2 separate regions of the Ovis aries genome follow, and region 2 is linked to region 1. The links are chromatin contacts, called in public Hi-C maps. All regions are on one chromosome and are shown on one strand. Each heading gives the region's core, a stretch centred on a gene start, on an enhancer-like site or on the middle of the called end of the contact. The rest is flanking DNA. Distances are from core to core; before and after follow the strand shown.

Evidence for each region. A called contact is a pair of places that touch in the nucleus more often than the background predicts.
Region 2: a Hi-C map of hypothalamus shows a contact between it and region 1, with 3 times the contacts expected there. The contact joins the enhancer-like site here to the promoter of ATPAF2 in region 1. A contact is called at or near these places in 3 of 16 Hi-C or Micro-C datasets (hypothalamus, liver and muscle).

Annotation. Positions count from the first base shown.
Region 1 is chr11:34,270,518-34,274,070 of ARS-UI_Ramb_v3.0, reverse strand. It overlaps ATPAF2 (ATP synthase mitochondrial F1 complex assembly factor 2), which reads right to left and starts at 2,124. Exons shown (of 6, transcript XM_027974794.3): 1 at 1,820-2,124. The coding sequence starts at 1,952. It overlaps GID4 (GID complex subunit 4 homolog), which reads left to right and starts at 2,307. Exons shown (of 6, transcript XM_027974796.2): 1 at 2,307-2,733. The coding sequence starts at 2,545.
Region 2 is chr11:34,393,155-34,397,060 of ARS-UI_Ramb_v3.0, reverse strand. SREBF1 (sterol regulatory element binding transcription factor 1) reads right to left here. Exons shown (of 20, transcript XM_042255744.1): 8 at 3,764-3,906; 9 at 3,332-3,533; 10 at 3,041-3,219; 11 at 2,537-2,798; 12 at 2,292-2,458; 13 at 1,986-2,154; 14 at 1,379-1,487; 15 at 1,030-1,139; 16 at 799-931; 17 at 484-649; 18 at 1-37. Among named protein-coding and RNA genes, the nearest start is that of SREBF1, 13 kb to the right of the region's middle. Within about 2 kb of position 1,845, at least 8 of the 54 cell types and tissues checked have an H3K27ac peak or open chromatin away from gene starts, as enhancers often do. A contact at or near this core is called in hypothalamus, where this site is marked.

The sequences.
Region 1 (3,553 bases), core at 875-3,374:
AAGCCAGGACGAACCTTGGATATACGCTAAATGGAGAAAAAGACCACATTCCATTTATATGAAATGTCCAAAATAGGGAAATCTATAGATACAGATCTCTGGTGGCTCACAGGTTAAAGCATCTGCCTGCAATGCGGGAGACCCCGGTTCAATCCCTGGGTCAGGAAGACCCCCTGGAGAAGGAAATGGCAACCCACTCCAGTACTCTTGCCTGGAGAATCCCATGGAGGGAGGAGCCTGGTAGGCGACCGTCCACAGGGTCGCAAAGAGTCGGACACGGCTGAGCGACTTGACTTCATAGAGAGTGAAGTAGTGGTTGTCTAGGGCTGGAGGGATGGGGTGGGGCAGGGGGATACTCAGAGTGGCAGCTAATGGGTACAGGGATCCTTTGGTGTCATAAGAAGGTTCCAGAACTGATGGCAGCAGAACTCTGAGTATACTGTGCTTAGTCGCTCAGTATGTCCGACTCTGCAACCCCATGGACTGTAACCCGCCAGGCTCCTCTGTCCACAGGGATTCTCCAGGCAAGAATACTGGAGTGGGTAGCCATGCCCTTCCTCCAGGGGATCTTCCCAACCCAGGGATTGAACCCAGGTCTCCCGCAACAAGGGTGGATTCTTTACCATCTGAGCCATTAGGGACCATTAAACTGTACAATCTAAGTGAGTGAATTCTAAATGCATCATCTCAGTAAGGCTGTTTTAAAATTCTTCAGGGCAAGTGTATCTACCACAGCAATTACTATAAACGGGCCAGATGACTAAACACTTTTCCCCAAAACCGCTCTAGCATCCACAGCACTGCTGGCAAACTTTTTCTGTAAAAAGCCAAAGTGTTTTAAGCTTTGCAGGCCATCCAGTGTCTGGCACAACCAGCCAACTCTGCACTGTAGTGAAAACAGCCTTAGGTGTGTGTCAGTGAATGAGCGGGCCTGGGTTCCTGGAAAACTATTTACAAAAACAGGTGGCAGGCTGGCCTCCCTATCTACAGCATCTCCCTCAATCCAGCACAAGCTGTCTCTTTAGAGGAGGCAGACAATGAGACGCTAAACCACTTGTGCAGACAAGACAACTTGTAAGCAGAGACCCCCAGCTTTGACTTCACCGGTGTACTCCTCAGCTGGACAGGCAGGCTCTCTGAAGACCTTTCTTCTCTATGCAGCTGATGGCTGGGACAGCTGGTAGGGGACTGGAGGCCACACGGGCGACCTCGGAACAGCTCCAACACCGCAGTGACCTTCTCCTCACCCCCACCTTCAGCACAGTACTAACTGGCAGGAAAGAAAGCGTTACTGTCTTCACTCACTTAAAGTCAGTCCCACTCTTATCCCAAAATCTTTGCCTAGGAGTAAGAAAGATCCGCTACAGAAAGCCTCATCCGAGTCGGAAGTGCAGGAAGGGGGCACGGGGTGTCAACTCCTTAGAAGAGGTGGCAGGTGTTCTGGGAGGGCAGCAGGAGGCAGGGCCAGGACAGCTGTGGAGCAAGCGGCCGGGATGGAAGACTTAAAGCCCGAGCTTCAGGCCCCTTCAGTGCCGGTCGCGGGGACACAGAAAGCAGCCTAGCAGACTGGCCTTTGCCCCGCAAACCTCTGAGTCTGCTTCGCGCCTCTAGCGCAATCCCGACCCAGAAGTCGAATTTCCCCGCCTGAAAATAAGGATGACCTCTGCTTCCCCAGTGAAAGAGAGAAAAACCGCACCTGCCAAAAGGAAACGACGCGCGTGTGCCCTGGAGCGATCCCTGCCCTCGCGGGGAACTTCCCTCCCACCGTGTGACCCTGCATGGCCGACCCCTCAGCCTGCTCCGCCCTGGCCTCTCTCACCTGCCGGGGGCACGTAGGCCCGGAAGGGGATAGGGGGCTTTCGCCCCAGCCCCTCGGAGGCGGTGAGGCCACTTCGGGGCCGGTTCAGGAGGCGACGCCCCCCATCCCGCAGCCGAAGGCAGCTCCTCCACATCGCGCGGGGGCCTCAGAGAACGACCGCTCGAAACCAGAGCTCGGGGAAAAGGAGCGGAGGGACCACACGCCGTGTGCTCGAACTCCACAAACCTCCTCACCAGTCGCCGGCACCCTCTCCCTTTTGGGGCGCCGCCATGTTGCGCACGACACTCGTAGCGCGCCGCCGCCGCGCGCCTCAGCGCACGCCGCAGCCAATCAGCATCACAAACGCCCCGGCCCCGCCCCCGCGCCGCGCCTCGGGAAAAAGACTACAAGTACCAGAGGGCCTCGGCTCCCGCCACGTGCTTTCCCCGCCCGCCAATGGGCGGAATCGCCGAGCCAGCCTGATCCCGCCCCTCAGCGCGCCCGAGCCAATCGGAAGGGGTGTGTGTGCGAGCGCAGGCGGGGAGGGGGTTCGCTCAGGACCCGGAGGCCCTGCTCGCAGGTCCCGGGGTCCCGGTGGTGGCCGGAGCGCTCGATCTGCTTGCGGCCGGCGGGTGGACCCCTCCCGCCCTACGCGCGCGCCGGCTTCTCCTCCGTCTGCCCTCGGCTTCCGCGCGGCGGCGGCGGTTCCTCCCCCTCCCCCAGCCCTGGCTCCGGGGGACCCCGCGATGCCGGTCCGCACCGAGTGTCCCCCGCCGGCCGGTGCCTCGGCCGCCTCCGCCGCCTCGCTCATCCCGCCGCCGCCTATCAACACGCAGCAGCCCGGCGTGGCCACCAGCCTGCTCTACAGCGGCTCCAAGTTCCGCGGCCACCAGAAGAGCAAGGGGAACTCGTACGACGTGGAGGTAGTGCTGCAGGTGAGCCGGCGGCCCGGCCTCTCGAGACGTCCACGGACCGGGCCACGCCGCCGCCCCCTGGGGCCCGCGGCCACGGACGGGCCTGCTGCCCGGGCCTGCCGGGGGCCCTCCGGCGCACCCCAACCCTGCGGGCCCGAGCCGGGGACCGGCCGCCTCAGATCCGGCCCTGCCTCCCCGTGGCCTGTCGCCCCGGCAACAGTCTTTCTTTCAGTCCCTCTCGGACCCCGTCCGGGAAACTCTCCAGGGATTCCCTCTGACTCTGGACGCTCCCAGGCCCTAGACGTGCCTGCTGCCTCCCACGTTTTCCTCGGTCCCATGAACCCCAGGCCCTGGGACCCGCCTCCTTCTCCGGGGGTTTCCTCCCCGGCAGAGCTTCATCCGCCTCCTCTCTCCATCAGCCCCGGGACCTGAGGGCCCCCATCCCACCTGGACTGCTGGCCCATTCCTTAGCCTGGGCACTCACATCCTAAGTGGGCTCCTCACAGTCTGTTAGAAGCTGATCTCCTAGCCCCCAACCCATAGTCTCTTCCTGGCTCAGACTCTTGACACTCCCTACTCCCCACCCTCTTTCCACTTCCAGTCCACTCCTGTTCTGTCCATCTGTCTGCCCAGACCTCCCCATCTCTCTGTTCTCCTCCTTCCTGGCTCTAGGGGACCCTCTTACTGTATTTTTAACTTTGATCCACATGTCAGGGCTTCCTTTGTAGTCTCTGATACTCATGCTAGGAAATGTAACTCACCCACTTTTATTTCTCATATGGTATTTCCTCCCCCCATCTGACCTGGATTTCTGAGAACCTGCTGCCAGCTCCTAATGGCT
Region 2 (3,906 bases), core at 596-3,095, 120 kb before region 1:
CCACAAGGAGCAGGTCACACAGGAGCAGCTGCATGGCCTGGGGGTGGTGGGTAGGGCAGGGCAGGGCAGGGGTCAGGGCCTCTGGCTGTGGGAGAGAAGGCTGGGGGCCCGCGGTGCCAGGGGCCGGCTCCGGGCTGCACTGCCGAGGCACTGCACCTGCCTCACACATGCAATGCAACAGCAATGCACCGCGGGGCCGCCCGCTCTCCAGGCCCCCATACCCCCACCGGCCTGCGCGGCAGCCTCCAAGGAGGGCCCTGCCACATGTTCACCCCACCCTCCTCCTGGGGGGGCAACACTGAGGCCAGAGGGAGCAGCCACTCTCCCCTGGACCCAAGCCTTTGCCAGAAGGCAAGGCCGGCTGGTCACCCGTCCTGTGCTGTTGGCTGACCCTGCAGTCTTCTGCAGCCCAAGGGGGACCATCCAGGGAGTGGAAAGGCCAAGGCCCCTGAGACGGGCCAGGCCCCCGGCCCCAGCCCTTACCTTGTCAATGGAGCTGTCAGCTGGTGTGGTGGCCAGGCTGTCCTGCAGGTACCCACTGGCCTTCTCACACATCACCAGGCTGGCTGGGCCAGACTCAGCCTTCCCGCGGCCTAGGATGGCCCGGGCAGCCTTGAAGGAGTGCAGAGCCGCCCTGGGCAGGGGTTTCCTGTTGGGGCCAAGATAGAGGTGTCATAGTTGGACCTCCCTCTGCCCTGGTTCTGGATTCATGGGAAGAGCATGGCGGGACCCCAAGGACATAGAACAAAGCTGGGGGCAGGGTTGGGGGTGGGGCACGAGCATGCAGCCTGTGCTCACTCGGACTCCTGCAGGGCACGGGGCAGGTGCTCCACCAGTGGGTACAGCCTCTCAGCTGCCTCCTCATCCCGCCGAAGCCAGTGGGTCACCACAGCTGTCAGAGAGGCCCACCACTTGGCCACCGGGTCTGTGCCTGCAAAGGGGGCACAGGAGGCAGAAACTCAGCCACACTGCCCCCGAGGCTGAGCTGCTTGGCACTGGGGCTGAGGGCGTCACAGGTGGGGAGCTCACCGGGGGTGGCAGCCATGCTGGAGCTGATGGAGAAGCTGCAGGCAGGAGCTCCGGCCATATCCGAACAGCTGTTCAGCAGCTGCAGGTATCCGAGGGCATCTGAGAACTCCCTGTGGCAGGAGAGGACAGGCGGTCAACATGGCTGGCAGAGGTCCTCACCTCCGCACACAGCACAGCCTGGCCTCCTGGCTCCTCTAAGAGCCTCCGTCCCCTCGTGCCGGGCTGGTGGGAATCTGAGGCCCAGAGAGGAACCGAAATGCACCTAAGGCCACAGTGGCCCGGCTCTGGCCACCCACAGGCTCCACTGGGCAGGGGGCTCTGGTCTGCTGAGGCGCATGGAGACACTCACTTGTCCCCCTCGGCTGATCCAGGGCTAGGGCTGGGCTGGGCCACGCAATTCAGTGCTCGCTCCAACAGATGTTCGCGGAACAGTTGAGTCACCTGGGCCAGGGGATCCACTGTAGAGAAGAGTGGGTGAGTGGAGGGGCGAGAATGGCCCCAACCCCTCCTTTGCACACGCACCTCCCTGCACTAGGGATCTTTTCTGGGCACGGGTGGGCCTGGCTCTGAGACAAGTGAAAGCTGGTGGATAAACACTCCGCCCACCAATGGACAGGATAACCCACCTGGGATGCACGCGCTTTCCCACCCTCCTCACTGCATGGTGATGTTGTCTGGCACCTCTCAAATCAGCCCCCTGGCCCCCTGCCCCTATCTTCCTGTTTGCCTCTGAAGAGCCCCAGCTGAGACAGAGCCAGACTGGCGTCCCCATCTGCACATCCCCATAGCCACACCAGATGGCGGGGCAGCAGGCCAGGGTGGGCAGGGACAGCAGAGAGGCAAGGGACAAGACACTGACCAGGGATAGGCATGATGAATAGGAACGGGGGACGGAGGAGGCGGCCAGCTGTGGGGAAAGGGGTGGGCACAGAGAAGGGCCCAGGGTGAGAAGGCACCTGGGTTCCCAGCCACGCTGTACAAGCTGTCCCTCGGGGCGCTGCACAGGGCCCAGTTGCCATCCACGAAGAAACGGTGGCCCACAGGGTGGCAGAGCCACTGCATGGCAAGGGGCACTGAGCCACTCTGTGCCAGGCAGGCCTGGCGGGCACTGCTCAGGAAGAAGCGCTGTTGAGGAGGGAATGGGCCATCACACTGAACCCTGGCCGAGACCCCAGAGGGCCCACAGCCGCCCCCATAACCACGTGCCTTTCTGTGCAGCCCTCACCCACCCACAGAGCCCCCACTGGTCACCATCTACTCACTGTCAGAAAATGCAAGGCCCGGGGCAGACTGGCCTTGACCCTGAGCGCGGCGGCCACGTAGATCTCAGCCAGTGTGGCCACGGACACAGCATCTCCCGCACACTCGGCCAGGTTCAGGGCACTCAGCGCCAGGTTGGCAGCAGCGAGGTGCCCACCTGAGTACTTCCCTGGAAGATAAGAGGGCGTGAGGCCAAGGGTGGTGTGGAGGCAGCAGGACCCCAGGGGCCCAGCCCTCACCCGCATACCCATGGTGTGCAGCTGGTGCAGCTTGTGGTAGACGAGGGCCGCATCGCGGGCACTGGTGCGAGCGTCTGCCTGTAGGGCCCTGTCCCTCCGTAGGCCCCCTGCCCAGCCGGCCAGCCAGCGGCCCACCCAGAGACGCTGCAGCAGGTGGCGGATGAGGCTCCAAAGCAGGCTGCAGGCCAGGTCCAGGTGGGAGGTGGGCAGAGGCCGGCCCAAGGCCCGCAGGGCCAGCCACAGCTGCTGGGCAGCCTGGGCAAAGTCCCCCTGGGGGTGAGGGGTTTTCAGGTAAGAAACGTGGGGCTGTGCTACTCCTCCATCTTGGGCCCCCCGTGAGGACCACACCATCCCCAGCAGCACAGGCCGGGCCCCCAGGGGTCCACAGGAGTTGGAGGGGTAGACAGGAGTAGGGAGAACAGGGGAGGTCCACGGTATGCCCAGCACCTTCCCAGGCACTGCTCAGGGTCCCAGCCTTGCCTGCTCCCATCCCCCAGGGTCTGGCCACTTACCCTGGCCAGGTCCAGGTCGGCCTGCTTGCGATGCCTCCAGAAGTGCACGGCAGGGCGCGAGTGGGGCCGAGTGACTGGTTCTCCATAGACAAAGAGAAGCGCCAAGGAGAAGAGCACCAGCAGCCCATTCATCAGCCAGACCAGTGGGGGCAGCAGCCACGGGGCCCAGCCAGGGCCATCTGGGGGCAGACAGAAGCTGGGGACACAGAGGCTGGGCACCCAGGAAATCCAGGGCCCCAAGCCCACAGGACGGGATCCACATATGCGAGAGCCCCCCTCCTACCACCCTACCTCTGCCCTCAGCACCCAGCATGCTGCGCCCAGGACGGTGGTTGATGCTGGTGGTGTCGGAGGGGCCAGCAGGACCCCGGCTACCCAGCAGGGAGGCCAAGGGGTTGCAGGAGAGACAGAGGAAGACGAGCGCACACAGGGCCAGGCGAGAGCGGTCCAGCATGCCCTGGCTGTGGGGGGCGGGCAGCAGCTCTGGATTCACCTGGGGGGGGGGGGCGGGCAGGGCGGTGAGAACGGGGTGGCGTGACCCAGAGAGCACAGCTCCGGGAAGGAGGGGTCAACTCTGCCCCCTGCCTTACTGTGGGAACCCCTCAGCCTTGTCTTTCTTCTGTCTATGAAAGGAGAGGTGGGATATGTGAGGGGCCTGATCCAGTCCTGGGGCTCAGAGGAAGTTGCTAGATGACAAGAAAGGGACAACACTGCAGGCCCCACCTGGCCGTCCTCAAAGACCGGGCTGTCAGGCTCCGAGTCACTGCCACTTCCACCGCTGCTACTGCCCCTGCTGCCAAGGGACAAGGGGCTGCTCTGGGAGGGTGAGCCGGCGTCTGAGGGGGGGGGGCTCAGGGTGTCCACCA